Linked DNA regions of Zea mays: region 2 is linked to region 1. The links are chromatin contacts, called in public Hi-C maps. All regions are on one chromosome and are shown on one strand. Each heading gives the region's core, a stretch centred on a gene start, on an enhancer-like site or on the middle of the called end of the contact. The rest is flanking DNA. Distances are from core to core; before and after follow the strand shown. Region 1 holds the start of LOC100286011. Region 2 holds the start of LOC100283417.

Evidence for each region. Hi-C and Micro-C count contacts between places; a contact is called where the count stands out from the background.
Region 2: a contact with region 1 is called in a Hi-C map of leaf, with 8 times the contacts expected there. The contact joins the promoter of LOC100283417 here to the promoter of LOC100286011 in region 1. A contact is called at or near these places in 3 of 25 Hi-C or Micro-C datasets (endosperm and leaf).

Annotation. Positions count from the first base shown.
Region 1 is chr1:196,348,554-196,354,681 of Zm-B73-REFERENCE-NAM-5.0, reverse strand. It overlaps LOC100286011, which reads left to right and starts at 2,865. Exons shown (of 2, transcript NM_001158899.2): 1 at 2,865-3,549; 2 at 5,180-5,767. The coding sequence starts at 3,213. The coding sequence ends at 5,493.
Region 2 is chr1:196,663,293-196,669,481 of Zm-B73-REFERENCE-NAM-5.0, reverse strand. It overlaps LOC100283417, which reads right to left and starts at 1,317. Exons shown (of 13, transcript NM_001412528.1): 1 at 891-1,317; 2 at 618-704; 3 at 1-129. The coding sequence starts at 1,089.

The DNA of each region.
Region 1 (6,128 bases), core at 1,616-4,115:
AGACGGAGCAGGCTTCGCTCCTCCAATGAGGTCCTGAGCCCGTTCGTTGGCAGTGATGTAGAGGTCCGCTTCCCAGAACAGCTGCTCGGAGGTGGTCGGCGCCTTTTGCAGTATGGCTCGGTTGAAGGCCGGGTCATTAGATCCTCGGTAGAAGTCCTCAATCACTGCTGCCTCAGCGACCTCGGGGATGCGATTCCTCATGGTCTAAAACCTCTTGCGGTACGACCGAAGTGTTTCATCCCCTCGGCGCCTGATGGATTTGAGGTCCCATGGCTGCGCCGGTTTGTCGGAGAGGGATTGGAAGTTGGCGATAAAGCGCCGACTGAAGTCACTCCAGTCATCGATGCAGTGTCACGGTAGGTGTCGTAGCCATTGCAATGCATCTTGCCTCAAGGATGATGGGCAAGTACGCAGTCATTACGTCTTCGGTTGCGCCAGCGGCCCGGGCAGCGGTCGTATAGATGGCTAACCAGCCTCCAGGGTCCTGCTTGGGCTCGTATTTGTCGACGTTGGAGACTTTGAAGTTTGGGGGCCACTGGATGGCCCTAAGACGCAGAGTAAGCGCAGATACTCCACATGTGTCCTCCTGTCGACGATTGTGGTGCGGTCCCGAGGAGGGGAGTTGTTGATGTGTTGTTTTGTTCGTCCCCGGGTTGTGCCACCAGTTGAAGTCGTTGCTGACTCAACTCTAATGGCATGATTTCATGTCGGGACGCTGTGGTCCCGATCCTACTCCTCTCGGCGTCGTATCTCATTCTCGTGTCGTCGTTCGCGCGAAGCATTGATGCAGCTCCGCGCATCTCAGCGACTGTTGATGGCGTGCCGCAGATCGCCCGGGGGATGAGCGAGGGGTAGAAGATGATTAGCCACCAAAGTGAGCAGCCGCCGATAGCCTTTTGCGTCTGGAGTCCGAGGGAGGACATCAGCTATCCGAGCCAATACTCCTCCGACCTCACTCGGTGTGTTCATTGCGCGGGCGAAGTCAGGGTTCAGGTTTCGTGTGAAAAGAGGGTTCTCTCGGCGTAACCTCGCGTCCTGCTTCGCTTGCTCTTGCGCTTGCCGGCGATCACGTCGGCGAGAGTTCCTCCTTTCTCTGAAGACTCGCTCGTCAGGGGTTTCTCCTACCTCTGAGATTTCATCTCGGGATATAGGCTGTGCCGGATCCCGTTCCCCAGCTTCGTGATGTCACCGAATATTTCGGCGTCGGTTCCTCCGTCGGCGAGCTTCTCGCTGAGGAGGTTCTTCCCTAGGCATGGTTGGTTCGTCGTCGGAGATGGGAGACGACTCCACCCTCTCCCTGATGAAGAGGACGTCAGGGTAGAAAGGAGTAGCTACGGTGACGAACTTCTTTCTGTCCTTCTTTGAGGGCGAGGGTGTCGGAAGAGCAGCTTGACGGGCCTCTATCCCATTTGCTTTGTTTTTCCTTGTAACCCGTGTCCACTCTTCTGTGGACGAGGTGGACAACGGGGTCCTTCGGGTAAATGAATTCTCGACTCCTGACTTGTAGGAAGTAGTCTTCGTCCGGGGCGCTGGAGGTTGAGCTATCTGCTGCCTCGTTCCGGCTTTCTCGGAAATTATCTCCGGTGGATCCGTTATGTGACGCAAAATTCCTTCTTCATTCGCCATAGACGTGACAGTCCCGAAGCAAAACACGGATCCAGGGCGGGGAACGATCTTGTACTGGAAAATGATGGCCATTGAGCTAGCTTGGATCAACGACACACCCCCTACCTGGCGCGCCAGCTGTCGGTGTTTGGGGCCCGACCGCGCACCCAGGGTTGCCCCTCGAGGTGCTTTTAGGTAGGACAGTGTCGCTGATTGTAGCTCGATGGTTCGTGCGAGACGCACGAGAGACGATAGACAATTTTCTACAGGTTCGGGCCGCTTGGAGACGCGTAACACCCTACTTCCTGGTGTGAATTTTTATGTGATGGGTTACAGAGGAATTCTCTAATATGAAGAATGCTAGAGAACCGAGTACATGGTTGATGAATGACCTTTTTTGATGGGGTGCCCCCTAGGCCTTATATATCCGACCGTGGGGCACTTACATGCGTGTATGATAACGATGTATGCCTAAGTAATTGTGAACCGACCGAATTTATCTTTCCACAATCTTACCTCCGATGTCCAAGGTGGTCGCGCGGAAGAATCGAATCAGAGCTGTGGATAACGCTCAAAACCCCACGAGCCGCCTTGGCTCGTGCTCGCTCATTCCCTGCGTCGGCCCATTCTACCAGCAGTTCTCCCCTGGCTTACGAAGGGATGGCCTTGCGAAACAATAGATCCAAAGCCGTTCGCGAGGCCTTCTAGCCTTCTAGTGGATCCGAGGGATATCTGTCCCTCACAAGACATGTATCTTGACGAAGACACAGTGTCTTAGCTCTATGTTCGAGACAAGAGACTAGCTGATTGGTCATTTTAATTTATTGAATGTTTTAATTGGTATAATGAATATGGTAAGACACATGTTTTAGACATGTCCACTGTATTATATTATATTTTAGTTGTGTTTTATATTTAGAGTATCGTGCAACAGTGTTATACTTGAAGAACCATTTTGGTGTGACTCCAATTCCACTGTACATGTCCTTGGTCCAATCGACGTTTGTTCTGGCTCGCCGCCACAGACTCCCCCATCGAACAACGAGGCGCCAGGCGCCAGCTCACGCGTGCCCGCAAGTTATGGCAGGCAGGCGGGACCCGGCGGTGCGGGTGCGGCGGCGTGACAGGCACTCCTCCACAACTCGGCACAGCTGCACAGACGCACAGTGTTGGGACTGACAAGCCGGTCCCACGGAGCGCGTGGCGACCACCGCGGCCCACCCGTCATGCAACAGCCGCGCGTGGTCGCGGCGTCCAACGGCTGCACACCGCCGTGCGCCCCACTGGTCTCCCACTCATCCCGTCTCGTTTCGTCTCGGTCTCGCACCTCTCACGACGGCACCACCCCAGCGCGGCGCGAGTGGAGACGCCGCTGCTCCGTGCTTCGCCGCGCCTACCTAACCCAAGACCTGCTAGACCTGAGTGGCTGAGTGTTCGTGTTCGGTCAAAACCCACCGCGCGAGCGCCTCCAGAGTCCAAACCCGCTACAAATCTCGCGCTGCGCATTCTCCCCGTACGATACGGCGGCACGGCCCACGAGCCAGGCGGTGGCGGCAGCTAGCTAGCTGCGGAGTAGCACCAGCCACCGGAGGGAAGTGGGCGGCGCGATGGGGGACGAGCCGGACGGGGAGGCGGAGGAGTACCTCTTCAAGGTGGTGATCATCGGCGACAGCGCGGTGGGGAAGAGCAACCTGCTGTCCCGCTACGCGCGCAACGAGTTCAACCCCCACTCCAAGGCCACCATCGGGGTGGAGTTCCAGACGCAGAGCATGGCCATCGAAGGCAAGGAGGTCAAGGCCCAGATCTGGGACACCGCCGGCCAGGAGCGCTTCCGCGCCGTCACCTCCGCCTACTACCGCGGCGCCTTCGGCGCGCTCCTCGTCTATGACATTACCCGCCGCTCCACCTTCGACAACGTCGGCCGCTGGCTCCAGGAGCTCAACAGTACGTGCCCCGACGCTGCGCTCTTCTCATCCTCTGATCGCTGTTGCTTGCTTTTGGCACTGCTTGCACTCAGTGAATGCCTATGACTGGTACGGTGCTAGGGTCGCGTAGATCTGGGGGGTGGGTTTCGTGGAAAGGGGCGCGCATTTTAGCGTGGCCGCAGAATCCACTCGGATATTTGGGGGAAATAAGAACTGTCGTCACTTTCGCTTGATGTAGCTTGTAGATAGATGCCCTGATTGCATCAGGTGTTCTTTAGATGGTAAGAAAGAGGGAAAGAGGACACGGCAAGTGCTAGGCCGGATGGATTGAGCGACCTAGTCTGGATCTGGATCCTGCTGTCTCGCTTGTTGTGGAACATTCCATGAATGAATGCGTAGGACCACTTCCGTTAGAATTAGTAGTATTGTGCAAGGTAGGCTTCGAAATCGGAAGTGGTAGACTAAATTGTGTGTCAAGGTACTTGTGGTCGCAAATTTCAGAAGTTGTAAGCACTTCTGATTAAGGAGATCTTCTTTTTGTTGTTTGACGTAAGATTTAAGGAGATGTTTATATTCGAGAAGTTTGGGACCAGTCATGATTAAGATGTTTGTAGTACTTGTTGTCTTCCTGCAGTTCTGTGTGGAAGTTCAGTTGCTAATTGCCTAGGGTCTCTAGTGACTTAATGAGGCCTCGATGAGGAAGCACGATGCTTACCTTGTCCCAGACTCCCAGAGGGCATAATTGCTACACGGACTGCTTTACAGCCAGTAGAACATGCACTTTTTGCCATGACTTTGTCGGTCAATTGGAGTAGGAGGTGGGATTACTGGATTAGGGCTTGGCGTTGAGCTTGGGGTGCGGGGGGATCGGATAAGAACCACAAGGCTTAGAACGATGGACTCCAGTCTCCAGAGATGTGTTGGCAGGACTGCTGATGGTGGCTAGAAATCAAAACGATTATGCAAACGCGGTGTGGTGATTTTTGCGGCTTTCAGCCATGGTGGTAGGGTTCTTATTGGCAGGGGCAGTGAGGTGATGGGAGGGTGGTTACCACGCTGTTTGCTGAGGGGCAGGAACAAAGACCTGAATTGTAGCTGCTGTTTGCACCGTTTAAGAACACAGTGCATTCTTTAAGAGCAAGTAGTGCTCTTTCTAGCTACTTTGCATGTCAAAGAGAATCAGAATGCTATTGGGTCGGACAGCGCAATTTGCTCAGTACCACCCATTCTTGCGTAAGGAGCATGCATGAATGGGGATGATCTTAGTCTTTGTTTCCTGTACCATTCCTGGTACTAATGGCATCCTTTGATCTTTTAATCACATCACACTTACGGAAAAGCTTCAATGGTGCTTGATTGAGATCGTGACACGTCCAATTGTTCCGGAGAAATTAACCTTTACATGTATGTTGTACACTATAATCTGTACCCCATGCCATTACATACAAGTATGTGCGGTTATGTTCTTCTGGTCAGTGCCCTTCACAGCTTGGAATGCATGTATGCCAAATGCCACATTCACAACAAATTCATATCTGTCACATGTATATGTACCCAGGCGCTGTCTCCTGAAGATCCTACAACTAACGCATTATGTTCTTCATTTCCTTTCACCGGAGTAACCAACCTATCTTTGGAAACCAACGCAGCACATTCGGACACGACGGTGGCCAAGATGCTGGTGGGCAACAAGTGCGACCTGGGCGACATCCGCCAGGTGCCCGTGGAGGAAGGCAAGGCGCTGGCCGAGGCCGAGGGCCTCTTCTTCATGGAGACGTCGGCCCTGGACGCCACCAACGTGAGGACGGCCTTCGAGATCGTGATCAGGGAGATCTACAGCAACGTGAGCCGCAAGGTCCTGAACTCGGACTCGTACAAGGCCGAGCTGTCCCTCAACAGGGTGAGCATCGACGGCGACTCAAAAGACGAGCAGAAGCAGGGGAGCCGGTTCGGGTGCTGCTAGAAGTGGTTCGGGGGGTAGCGGTACATTATTGGATCGGGTTGGATTTGAACCGGAGATGATGCTTTTTCATTTTTTTTGGGTGGCGGGTGGGGGCTTGCTTGTAAACTGTAATACAAGGTTTGACTCTTTGTTTGCTGTTACGTTACACTTACACCCGTGTCACATACCGCAGAAGGGAGAGAGAGAGAGGAGCTGTTTCTGTTCACTGGAGAGTGCGAACAGCGTTGCCCTCTTTACTGGAATACCGGGAAAGTAGTGTGGCTGTTGAATAATTAGACAAATTCCAGTTTAAATTCCGAATATAAATCATGACCAAATCAGAAGAACTGAAATAACAAGCCAAATCAGATGATGCGTACTGATTAGACTTACTGATAGATGGCACGCGTCGGAATCAGCAGGGTCGACGATGTCGAAGTAGCGAAATCAGCAGGGTCGACGAGGTCAGCAGATCACGAGCAGTCGCGTGAAGACGCTTCCCAAAAACCTTATTCGCTCTCTCCCGGTGCAGGATCTAGAAGACAAAGGGTTCCGGAGACCTGCTCTCCTGATCGCAAATGCACCTCTGCGGTCGGGACGAAGGGAACTAAAAGGCGGCTCAGATATGAAGAGAGGCGAAAGCGAAACTGGGATTT
Region 2 (6,189 bases), core at 68-2,567, 320 kb before region 1:
TTGCATTGGGTGGGATAGTTGGAGGTGAACCAGATGCTCCATAAGCCAGCTCTGGAGGAATGGTAAAAATAGCATTTTCTCCTTTCTTCATGGTCTTGATTCCTTGATCCCAACCCTTTATCACTTGACCTGGGCATTGACAAAATAGTTAATGAGCATTATTTTTCAACTTGGCAATGTCAACAAAGAGGCAAGAGAGAAACAGGATGATCTCCAAGCTAGAATTTACTCAATCATCAGCATGTTTTTCAAACATCATAGCCCCTTATACCGATGTAAGCATCGCTTGGGGTCATATCTATATCTACACGGAGTAGGCATTATTCTGCGACAAACAGAAACAGAAACACAGCCACGAAATACTTCGTTATAGGCAAGTGAAGACACTACCAAGCACTCACAACTTTACATCAATTTCATAGATACAGTAAGTGTCCACTGGCAGTATCCATGATATCAATGGAACAAGACGATGTGATCAAAACTACTTATCTAACTAACGAAAGATTGATAACTTTGAACTGTTTTACCATTACAAGGTTAATGCTACTTCCAAATCCATATTTAAAATTCAAACGAGACAGAAGAAATAACCTCAGGGGGAGGAAGAAATTTACCTTGTCCAAGCTTGAACTTGAAGGGTTCTCCACGATCACGGCTTGAGTCGAATTTTGTCCCATCAAGGAGCGTGCCCGTGTAATGCACTGAAATATTATCATGGGTAAGTAAGGAAGAGTCATCAAGGTGACAAGGAACAATAAATTGACACGAAACCCAAGAGAACCCGAATTCCATCAGCTAACTCGCAGCCAGAACTGGGCGAGTCTCACTGACCGCATCACACTAACAGAGATACAAGTGCAGCATGGGAGGAACCGGGGGCAGGATACCTTCAACCTCGTCGCCGACCTCGGGAGTCTCCCAGCCCTCGCCCTCCTTGAGCAGCTTCTTCTTGAGCCCCTCCTTGCCGACCTCCTTCTCCTCGCCCACCTTCATCACCGGGCCCTCGTCGCCGCCGAAGTCGCCCATCTCGTCGTCGCCCATCATCTCATCGGCGCCGGCGGGAGGCATCTCGAAGTCCTCGTCCATGGCTGGCGTGGAGGAAGGGGAAAAGCCGAGATCCGCGCGCGGCTAGGGTTCCGAGATCACTAGGGTTCGGGTGCTTTGGAAGAAGGTTCGAGAGAGAGCACGAGGGGGGAAATGATGAAAGGCGACGCCACCCAAACCCGGGTTTAAATCCAATCGAGTAGGGTTCTAGAGTGTTCCAAAGTCTTCGTATCAGGTGCACAAGGACAGTGCACAAATGCACAAATTTGATCCTGGCCTTCCATCTCATAATCAACGGTCAGCGCGAATATTACATAAAAGCCCCTCCGCACCTGCTCCTTGTTGGCATTCCAATTTCACGAAAACCCCCTTGCACTTGCTTTCTCTGACCCTCTCTCCCCTAACGCAGACACTCGGATCGGACGGAGCCACCGACCTCGCCGTCGATGACCTCGCCGCCCCCGACATCGTCGTCCACCGCCCACAAGCCGTTGATCACGTTGTCAGCTCCGCTGTACCGGAAGACATAGGAACCATGGCGAGAAGGATCCGACGGTGAAGACAGAAGGAGGCGATGTCTCAGCAGGGCCGTTCCTGCTCCTGCCTTTTCAGAGGCACAATGCGAAATTCAATATAGAGGCTCCATTCACACACAAATATATATAATTATATATATATTATCGAATATTTAATGTATAAAAATTATTATGCTCATTTTTGAAGTTTATAAGATAACAGATGTAAAATATAGCAAAAAACACTTACTTATTATATGATATTATTAAAAATATCTTCTAACATTTTGTGATACAAAGTCATCGCTTATATCATCAAGATCAATCTCATCCGATAACTTTTTTCGATATATAGAATCGCCAAACTATTTAACCTCTCTTGAGTTATTATTGACCATAAATAGTTCATTAAAAAATTAAATTTTAAAAAGCTTCTCTCTACCGAAGCAACCATCATATGTATAGTTTATAATACTCTCTCTATATCAAAATAAAATTTGTTTTGCTTCTCTAGTGGATTTACATCATCAATATAAACATAAAAATTAAGAGTTAAACCAAATACTATTTTGAAACAGATAAAGTATTCGATAAGTAATTGAGACGTTAGTTTAACAATATAAATGAGATTAGTCGATAACTCGATATCACATCGCTCTTTACGTATTTGTGTCTAGAATAGATAGGTTTAACAAAAAATGCTACCGTCCAGTAGCTAAGGGGCCCTCTATTTTTGGAGGCCCGGTACGGCCGTACCCTCCGCACCCCTCAGGGTCGGCCCTGTGTCTCAGGGCGGCCTCAGCGTATCAAGCACGGTAGCGTCCGAGTAACTGGGCCGGAATGGATCAATTGATGGCTGGCTGGGCCGATCTGTAATATGGGATATATACATACGCTGGAACCGTAAACGGGCATCGAAAATCAGAGAACAAACAGAAAGAAACACTTCGTCGCTAACCTATCTTCCTCCTGCAGCCGCCACTTTGTGTCTACTCTCCTTCTCTTCCATCCCTAGCGCTAACACACGTTGACAACTCGCAGCCGTCCGCAAGCTCCTCGCAGCGGCTGGTTGCCGCGACGCTGGTGGCTGTCGCCGCGCGGGGCCACGGTGCGGTCGCGCACATCTTCAGGCTCGCGGATGGACAAATCCTCTCCCACCGCCACAGCGTGCCGTTGCACGCTCCTCTCCATGGCTGGGAGTCTGAAGATAGCATGCTTTTGTACTGCTGACCCTCCCAATGCAAACAGGGAGCCTGAAGAAGATGGAGCCTTTCTAAATCGCGGTACACACGTATTGTGAAATGTTTATAGTTCACTATTCTTTGTAGCTGATGGTTCTAGCTCATGTGGAGCTTGTAACTTTAAAATGTGATACGAGGAACAAAGTGCGACTTGTTCATTTTGATTTTGATCAGAAATTGATTTTGTAACGATTATTATGTTTCAGTAAAAAAAATTGAGCCAATGTTGTTCGTGCTGATCAATGTTTAATTAAATAAGTCAAATGAGCACCGTTCAGCTAACATTCAATGGTAAAATTTAGAGCCAACATTGAACCAATATTGAAGCAAACTACAGAGCCAATCCAGCTATCATTCAAGCAATACTCAAAGCCAATATTCAGGCAAAAGTGACATCCATCATTCAACTAACATTCAAGCAAAATACAGAGCCAACATTCAGCTAATATTCACTGCAAATGGATCTATATAGGTGGCTTTCGCTTGCTAGGCTTCACTAGTTCTTTAGCCCTCTTAATTCTCTTACTCCTGTCCTGCCCTTTGATCGAACATCATTTGAAGGGTGTATTTATATCTCTGGTGAAATTTCGCAACACACAAAATTCTCATATTCTTCATTTGTAGGTTGCACCGTACTAGGTACAATGTGTCCCATGGGATCAGGGCTACAAATTGTTAACCGATGTATAATGATTTGGAGCCTTTTTGGGTGTACTGAATCCATAGGTGAGCGTACCACATGCGGGGCGAGTAGGTGAGCGTGACGGTCAAGGGCCATAGCCTAGGCAGCACGTTGGCGATGTTGTGCGCCTTCGACGTCGTGGAGACACGTGCCAATGTGTCGTCGGGCGACAGCAGGGTGGCGCTGGTGTGCGTGTTCTCCTTCGAGGGCCCGCTCATCGGGAACATTGCCTTCCAGAGGCGGTTCGAGCAGGAGCTAGGCGTGCTGCCGAGTTCGTGGAGCGGTTCGTGCAGCTCTTCCGCGCCGACCCCAACGTCGTATGCCGCCGCCCGCCCGCCCTCTCTCTTTCTCTTCAAATTCCTTCCTGCTTCATTCAGTGTGCCTGCTCCTACCTAACATGTTTGTGTGCATGTCTCTGCAGACCCGCTACGTGAGGAAATATTGACACTGCGAGGGGAAGCTGTGTTCAAGATCACCAGTGACGTGAGGTACTACCTTGTTCAAGCTATATGTAGTAAGATCAGATTTGTGTGTAAGTTCGTTGGTTTGAAACACTGATGACTGATAGATGCTATGGCTTAGAAACTGATCGATGGTACACTTGTTATTTATAGCTTATAGAATTGGGTGATCAAGGGGTAAGATAGATCACGCACCTTGATAAGGTGGCGTCTTTTGCCTCTGCCTAAATCTCTCTCCCTTTCAAGTGCTCAAGGTATGTGCAAATCTATACAAATCAATTTCTTATTATTTGGAATGTTCAATTTTCGTATAGATAATCAGGTTCCAAAATTGAGAGGTGCTCCCATGGAACCCCATTCAACAGGTTAGACTATGGCATGAAGAGAACATTTTAGCGATTTGTTATGGATGTCACACAGTCAACACAAGGTTTGGGAAAAAAGATAAATATCTTGGATTTGCCAAGCACTCATGACAAGTTAACGTTAGGAAAAACAAGTAGCATTATAGAGTAATCAAAGAATTCATGGTTATTTTATAATGTAGATCTTTCTTGTCAGATGAATATGAATTACTAAACAACGATGAATACACTAACTCTAACTCCTACTTGTTGTCTGCCAATTCCATTCGACCAAACAATCATGTGTTTGTGACCCTCCTGAGAAAAAAAAACCATGTTCAGCGCAGAAACAACTGCCTAGTGAGTTTATCCATATAGCTAAAAGTAAATAAAAATGATTGGATATTTAATCTACATATGCGAGTTCTTTGTAAGTTAGATTCTGATTTGTTCTATAGAAAAAAAACTTCCTCTTTCAAATGGTGCTATTATGGTGGGATTTTGCTAGCAGTCATTCGAATGGTGCGTTGTTTTTATGTCGAAAACTACCAAATGGTAGCTATTTCTGTAGTCTGTGTCATGCCAATCTGACAATGTCCAATACTGAAAACACTCAGCTACCTAAAGCTAGCTAACTGCTTTTAAGCTCTGGATAGTATGCTCATTTCCTTGCTGCGCTACCATCAGGGGTTAACGTTATAAGGATGCTTCTACTGAGGCTGGACTTATGAAAAATGAGGATATGGTTAAACCGATGAGTCGCTCTGGAGATTACAGGTTCACTTACATATACCATTATTTTACTACCTATGCTCAACTTTCCTGATCTTATTTTGATGCTTTAGGTCATGGCACTCTGGTAACTAAATTTTCTTTTGAATATAGGGAACTTTTCAAGGGCCCACTATATTATGCTATTACTATAACTTTTGCCATGTCTATTATGGAGAACCTCACCAATTGCTATAGCACTTATATGCAACTTATGTGTTGGGAATGGTATGTTCATATATTTGCATTTCACTCTTTTGATCCAAGAATAAACCTAGCATAGCTGGAAGGTGGTAAGTTTGTTTCCAATCAATAATATAGTAATATATAGTATCTACATATAATCCTCATGTAGACATGTACGTATAATACATTGAAAATTAGGCAATATGTATATACAAGTCCACATGAGGATTATATATGCCATTTTATCTCCATACCACCTTCTCAGCAGCTTAAATTTTTTTCTATAAAAACCATTGTATATAACATAGCTTGGCCAAACATTATTCTATAGGATTCATTACAGCTACCTTGTTCTACAAGCTATGGTCATATGGGGGAATGATAGGCGAATGGAATTTGTTAGGGTGAGTGGAGTACGTTTGTTTCATGTTTAAACATACATTCCAATTGTATAATACAAATTTGACGTTTTGTTCTCTTATGTCTTTGTGTGTAGAAAGCAAAGATTCTTCAACAGAACTTTGTGCTTGACCTGTTAAGATACAAGGACAATTTGTGCCGATATATCATTCCTACAAACATACAACAAAGATTTACCATCGCTAAAAACATAAGATTAGTGTACAATTGTCGACATATTTGCTTATCATTAAAAATTCTATATTGACTCTTTAGAAATAATTTATGCGATATTGATAAAATTTGTGACACGGATTTTGCATATCATAATGATGTTTGTCGTTCCGTATCTATGTTTCATACAAATTTTTAACTTTCGTGACAACGCACGGGCACGAACCTAGTTTTAAATAAATAAAACAAGATATTGCATTTTTTTAAAAAGTTAATAGCGTCATATATTTATGAATGGAGGTAGTATTTAAGATGATATTAATTAAGAAAACGCTTGTGTCATAAATTTGATTCAAAATTCAATTTTGC